2 separate regions of the Mus musculus genome follow, and region 2 is linked to region 1. A link is a contact called in public HiChIP or PLAC-seq data. All regions are on one chromosome and are shown on one strand. The core of a region is the stretch at or near the end of the contact, and the rest is flanking DNA. Distances in the headings are between cores, read along the strand shown. Region 1 has its middle 26 kb from the start of Gm26420. Region 2 has its middle 190 kb from the start of Gm36569.

Evidence for each region. HiChIP or PLAC-seq counts read pairs in DNA pulled down with a chosen protein or histone mark.
Region 2: a CTCF HiChIP or PLAC-seq map of the NIH/3T3 cell line shows a contact between it and region 1, with 12 read pairs. The contact joins two enhancer-like sites.

What each region holds. Positions count from the first base shown.
Region 1 is chr3:79,807,023-79,810,567 of GRCm38.p6, forward strand. No RefSeq gene overlaps it. Among named protein-coding and RNA genes, the nearest start is that of Gm26420, 26 kb to the right of the region's middle. Within about 2 kb of position 1,944, at least 50 of the 459 cell types and tissues checked have an H3K27ac peak or open chromatin away from gene starts, as enhancers often do. A contact at or near this core is called in the NIH/3T3 cell line, where this site is marked.
Region 2 is chr3:80,077,956-80,081,500 of GRCm38.p6, forward strand. No RefSeq gene overlaps it. Among named protein-coding and RNA genes, the nearest start is that of Gm36569, 190 kb to the left of the region's middle. Within about 2 kb of position 1,991, at least 48 of the 459 cell types and tissues checked have an H3K27ac peak or open chromatin away from gene starts, as enhancers often do. A contact at or near this core is called in the NIH/3T3 cell line, where this site is marked.

The DNA.
Region 1 (3,545 bases), core at 694-3,193:
TACCCCAGCAAGATTTTGCTGAAAGGACCCTGTTATAGCTGTCTCTTGTGAGGCTAAGCCAGTGCCTGGCAAATACAGAAGTGGATGGCCACAGTCATCTATTGGATGGAACACAGGGCCCCCAATGGAGGAGCTAGAGATAGTACCCAAGGAGCTGAAGGGGTCTTCATCCCTATAGGTGGAACAACAATATGAACTAACCAGTACCCCCAGAGCTCGTGTCTCTAGCTGCATATGGAGCAGAAGATGGCCTAGTCGGCCATCATTGGGAAGAGAGGCCCCTTGGTCTTGCAAACTTTATATGCCCCAGTACAGGGGAATGCCAGGGCCAAGAAGTGGGAGTGGGTGGGTTGGGGAGCATGGCGGAGGGGAGGGTATAGGGGACTTTTGGGATAGCATTTGAAATGTAAATGAAGAAAATATCTAAGAAAAAAATTTAAAAAAAGAAGGGCTCAAACTTAGTTACAATGTTTTTGTGGAGCATTTTGACAGCATCAATCCAAACTTTCAATGTGTACCTCTCTCACCATGTCTAAGCACGTATTGTGAACATTCACATCAAGTGTGTAAGATAAACACAAAGATATTAATGATGTCCTTCAATTTTGGTAGGGAAATACTAAAAACAGTCTCTAAGACTGTATGAGAAAATAGAAATTGAGTTATTGGAAGATAATAAGTGGTATTTAATTTTTCCTTGTATCTTTGCTGTTGTTTTGAAGACAAACTTGTCTGTTGAAACCATATGCAAACCTAATTTAATGAAATTGATGTTCAGCCCAGACAGAACTGATAGGCACCATAAGAATCCTGCAGAAAAGGTCAAACTCTCATTCTTGGAAGAGTTTTCTTCGTGAGAGTTTTGAACCCCAACCCATAAATAGAGCAGTTTTTGTTTGTGTGTTCTTGTAGGCAAGGGTGTTGCCTAGGAATGGGGCCCCTTGATGGGCTTCTCGAAGTGTGTTCTTGGATGAACAGAGTTAGGGAGCTAAGGAAGGGAGCCAGGGAAGACTGCACACAAGCTGAGAAAATTATATTGGCTCTGTAGCCTTGGAACAATATCTGCTCTGGAAAAAAAACCCAACAAAACAAAACAAAACAAAACAAAACAAAACAAAACAAAACAGCACTATGCAATATTAAGGTTAATCATAGGTGATTGGACATCTACAATTGTTGCATCAGTCATTGAAAACGGATACACTTACAAGAAATCAGGAGGCGTGTGTGGTCTGCTGCTCACAGAAAGTCTCTCTGCCGTGCAAGCATCCAATATGAAACTTCCCTGTGTTTCCCACCTCCCCACAGGATGCACACACAACTGCTGGAATCCAGTGAGACTGATTTGATGTTCCCTCACCTCAGAGTTAAGAAATATGTCCCTCTCTTATGTTGAGGTGAACAGATATATTGCCAAGACGCTCGCTACACAGGGAATATTACTTTTAAGCTTTGGGAGTGTGGAAGAATAAAGTGCCCCAATGCAAGGCAGGGCATGTCTCTAAGCCTGTAAAGGAGGCAGTTCTGCAAAGCATCTTGCCTTGTGATGAGATTTCAGCCATCTCCAACTTTCTGTCTTGTGTTGTGATTTTCCACTAGGTGTTTCAGAACCGAAACAAACACAGTCTCATGGCCGCACATCACCTTTGCCCAGTATAATTCCATACCCAGGAGAGAGGGACGGTGACATACCTTCTCAGACCAGTCTGCCAGGGAGAGTTAAGTCTGTAAGATTCCACATTCACTGGTCGTGTAGTTACAGCAAGTGCTTGACTTAATGAGCCCACTGGGGAAACATTTCAGGCTCTGATTGGAAAAAGGCCTTCAAAAATAACAGGGCAAATAGTTCCAGGTCTCTGTGACCTGAAATGTCTAATTAGGCTAAAGAATTACTAGTGCATCTCTGAGAGAACCGAGGCTGTGCAGCCTGATGAGTCAGTGGAGAGTCACTGCCATGTGATCAGGGAACGGTGTGGCGTAGCTGTGCCCCAGCTGTTGGTGGCATTCGACAAGGACACACTCTGCGCTTCCATACTTCTAACACAAGTTTATTTGTGATGTTTCCACCTTATAGGAAACTACATGATGAAGTCCAAACACCAATAAAAGGACAATGAAAAACACCATTGAGAGACAGATGGAGAGTTAGAGGCACAGCTGGGACATAAATGAAACAGTAGTGATTTCACACATGAACGCTCTTGGTACAGTCATCCACGGGTCATATATGTGAACGAGGATAGTTGCAGGAGAGAGATGGTGAGGATAGTTTCAGGAGAGAGATGGGGCTGGCAGAGGATGTGTGCGGTTTCTGAGCTGATCCCAAATTATCAAGCAGGCACACACTCCCCTCTGGTGGCCAAGTGTGAAACTGCATTTTTCCATATGAATGATTACTAGTCCTCAAAGATTAAAGTTGTGCAATCAGGTTCCTGATGTTATGAGAATAACTGACTTTAAGCATTTGATTGAATTTTCCAGTCATTAAAGTTGAAAGTCTCATCTTAGAGGAGCTCTAGTTTTATAAGCTTTTTCATCTTTGGCAGTGACTCCAAGGAAGACATGGATAATTCTATTAGGCTGAGACCCAAGCTGTCCTCTTGAGGGCTAGGACATCTTGTCAGCAGATGCCTATTTGATCCTCAGGAGAATAACACACATGGAATTTAGTGAGCAGCAAATAAGAGAATCAAGTAGAAAATCTGACTTAAAAAAAGATTTATTTATTTATTTATTTAAAAAAAGATTTATTTTATGCATGTGAGTCCACTGTCGCTATCTTCAGACACACCAGAAGAGGGCATCAGATCCCATTACAGACGGTTGTGAGCCCCCACGTGGTTGCTGCGAATTGAGCTTGTGACCTCTGGAAAAGCAGTCAGTGCTCTTAACCCCTGAGCCATTTATCGAGTCCTTGCCTTATTTATGTATATGAGCGTGTTTTTCCTGTATGTATGTCTGTACACCAGAAAAAGGCACCAAATCCCATGAGACTACAGTTATAGACCGTTGTTAGCATCTGTGTGTGTGCTGGGAGTTTAACTCAGGACCTTTGGAGGATCAGCCAGTGCTAAGCCATCAATTTAGCTCCCCAGTTGACTCCTTGTAGTTTACATGAGAGAACGATGCGCAGTCTGATAAGCATGAGAGGTTCTTTCTTTTTCCTCCCATCTTGTCTAATAGTTTTCAAGATAAAACACTTCCATGCCTGTGTTGGTGGCTTATTTCTTGTTTTTGTTATTCCATCATAGTTGGCAAGCATATTGCAATTTGTTTATCTTTCCCATTATTTATGGACATGAATGTATGTACCATTCTTAACAGTGCACGAATCGTTGTATGCTTTCTCTAGTCCAATCCCTCTTCTGTGCGAGTCGCAGGGTCCAACTCAGGCTGTCAGGTTTGGCAGCAAGCATCTAATTTACTCTCTTGAGTCAACTTGCTGGCCTACTATTGCTCTGTGATGACTAGAGAGGACTTAAAGATCTCCCATTAGAACAGCTTTCATACACTGTATCATCGTGTGTGAGTTAACAGATGCCAAG
Region 2 (3,545 bases), core at 741-3,240, 270 kb after region 1:
TTTCTCATGTCACTGTATAGCAGAGACCAAGGAGGTTACCAATGATGGCTGTGGTTTCAGGCTCTGAAAGAAGATGGCTTCCAATAAAGCATTTCATAGTTGCTAATGTGTAGCAGCATCTCATGAATAAAGAGGCCACGATGCTGGTGTTGATGAGGACTCTGAACAAGAATGCGTTCTAAGTGGTGGTTTGCATGGGAATGCCTCCCATAGGCTCAACTCATATGTTTGAATACGTGACCCCCAAATGATGGGACTGTTTGGGAAGGATTAGGAGGTATAGCCTTGTTGGAGGAGGTGTGCATTTGAGGGTGAGCTTTGCATTTTAAAATCCCATGCCATTCCCAGTTAGCCCTCTCTGCCTTGCATTTGTGGACCAAGATGCAAGGTCTCAGCTACTGCTTTAACTGCAGCCATGCCAGCCTGACGGCTGCAGTGCCATAATGGTCATGGACTCACCCTCTGAAACTATAACCCCAAATAAATTCTTCTATAAGTTGTCTTGGCCATGGCATCTCTTGTGCCACCAATAGAAAAGTAATGAAAAGGTGACATTTTAGATTGGGTTTTCCTTTTGTTTTAGTTTCATTTTTTGGTTGTTGCTCTTTTTACCTTTTGAGATAGGCTCTCTCTAAATTGCTGGCCTTCAATTCAATTGTCTCTGCAGGAAGCAGATCTTGAACTTGTGATCTGCCTGCCTTGGCCTCCTGAGTAGCTAGGATCACTGGTCTGTGCCATCACTCCTGTCTATCTTGTGTTGCAAGAAACTTTCTGAAATGCTCACATATCTGGGGGACTAAGTTTCTGGGAGCAGGTAGCATAGTTCTGAATGTGAAAAGGTCCTTGTTCTCCTTTTAATGTTAAGTCCACTGAGTTTAGATCAGTGCAACTATGAAATGAAGGTAACCTTTACAACTTCTTATAGCTTATGGCTGCCCACCCCCATTCTTTCTATTATCTGCTGAAAATAAAAGCCTGAAGGTGGAGATCTATATTGCTTTTAAGAGCATATTGACGCACTGAGCTGGAAATGGCAGTGCTTTTAATAAGGTACCAATGACACAAATACTATCAAAATGTTAGTTTTGTGGTCCTTTACTTAGAGCAGTGTGGTGTTTTGGTAAATAATATTTAAACTCAGAGCAGTAATTAAGTTACATGACCATGCCTCATGACAGTCTGTTAATATTCTCTTCATTATGGAATTTGGCCTTCAGTGTCCAAAGGGGAACAAGGAGTCACCATCAAATTTGCTAATAAGGGATTAAGTAGAAACTTGACAGCTGCTAATCAACTGGCCGTGCCTTTTGGGTGTTGCTGGAAGTCATATCGAAACTGTTTTATTCCCTTATTAGTGCTGGGGTGAAAGGGGATACTAGGTATGTTCTCTGCCTCTGAGTCCCAAGTCCAGCCTGTCTCTGTCTCTGTCTCTGTCTCTGTCTCTGTCTCTGTCTCTCCTCTCCTCTGTCTCTCTCTCTCTCTCTCGCACCCCCTCCCACTCCTCCATTCTGTCTCACAGTTGTATTTGAACTTTTGACCCTCCTGTCTCAGCCTCCTGAATAGGTAAGATCCCAGTCCTGCATGGTGCTAAGTCAAAGTGGCTCCAACTTTATGGAGATAGTCAATTTGCATAGGAGTTTCTTAGAGAGAGACTAATATTCTCTAAGGTTTACCAAGTACATCAGTCTCTGACTTGGTCCAATTTAGCTTGTGGATTTAGCATGCCGATTAAATCTGAGGAGAGAATTTAGTTACCAAGTTTTTCTTTTCGAATCATTTCGAATTTTAAGTATACACATTTTGCAAGTCCTTCTTTTACAGACAGCTTTAGGTTGGATGCTGAAGGAGAGAGAGGATAACAGAAACGAGAAAAAGCTAAAGGGATGTGTAAGGAATAGAAGAAGGCTAAAAAGCTGAAGAACGGCAGAGAGGTTAGTGAGAGGGGAAAAAAAAAACAAAAAAACAAAAAAACAGAGAGTACGGAGTACAGGCTCTGCGCCACTAGAGGGCAGGGCAGCACTGGGTAGAACGCCATCTTTAGCAAGTTCTTCCCCCTCTAAAAAGAAACCTGGGGCTGAAAATGAGAAAGGGAAGAGGGAAGGCATGGAGGAAATTAGGAACGAAGGGAGTGCAGTTGGGTGTAAGACAAGTTTCTTTTCAGATTCAAGCACGAGAGCAAGAGGAAGAGAGGAAGGATCATTTTTCTGTACCCTGACAAGACTTAAAGTGAATGTTTCCCAGCACCTGAAAGGCAGGGACTGAAAGACTACCATTTGTTGCTCACCTAAGGATTTTCCCCCTCTTCTTCCCGGAAATGCTCAATCTTAACAATAGATCTTTCCAAGAACTGTCTGGGAAGTATAAATAGCTGGCTGCAGCTACAGTTTGAGATTTTGACGTTGCTGTCTATTTCTTCTGCTTCTGGTTTTTACAGAGGATTTTTTTTTTTCTCCCAAGTCTCCGTCCGACGCAGCCAACTGAAACAATGTTTTTTTTCCTTTTTCTTTTTTCCCTAGACAAGTAATTTAAAGACCTAACATTTTCCTCTACAGGGAGGGCGTCGACAATAGCAACTCATTGTTTTTAAGTGATTTCATTTAAATCCACATAAAACAAGATGAAGTACGTCACAATGACCCCCTCCTCTTTTTAAGGTTATAACCTATTTTAATGACTGCTTTGATATACGTCGCATGGCATCTTAAAAATTCAGAAACGGATGTCTCTGAATTTAGATTTAGAATCAAGATATGCAGCTTTTAGTACAACATGCTTTTGAGAGAATTGTAAAGATGGCGTCTTGTTAGGGCTTAACAAGAGACGAGCTAAAAAGGCTCCACTGTTCAGTGGAAATAGCTTGCTCCCATCTTCAGTATCTAAAAACTGCGTGTGTGTTTTATTCAATCATTACTTAAAAATTAAGACACTGTTGGGGACCAGAGATAAAATGTGTCTGGAATGTTTTTGGTGAATGTTTCAAGACTGAGAGAAAGTCCTTTTAGAAAGGAATTTGACTATAGGTGGCTCTTGCTTTAAATAGTAGCTGTACCCTCTGAAACATATCTGTCAATTGATTTTTTTCTAAATGGAATTATGTTTTTTTATTGACTCATGAAAATTTCAGAAGTGCTTTTTATTATTTTCCAGTGATATCTACATTTAGCTTTGAGGTTTTTCTTCCTTGCAAGTAAACAATATGAAAACATTCCCAGAAGCGCAATGTTTGTAAAATGTAGGCCTCGGTTTCAGTTGTCTGCAAACAGTTTCTCTGTTCTTTATGTGTTTCAGTCAGGGATTGAATTTTTGGGCAAAGCTAAGCCATTGCTGTGTGTAAACATAGGTCTTGGTTATCGTAGCATTCAGACTGCTCTCAGGCCACTTTTAAAGACACATAAGCCATCATTTCCAGGCCTCACTTCCAGTCTTCAGTGTGATGTAACAGCTGTCTCTTGTTTAGTAGAGGAAATGTCTGAGAGGAAAAACAGTTCCCGAGTTATCCTGTCTACAGACAGCTCTTCCACTATCATTTCCTCATTAGCTGAGAA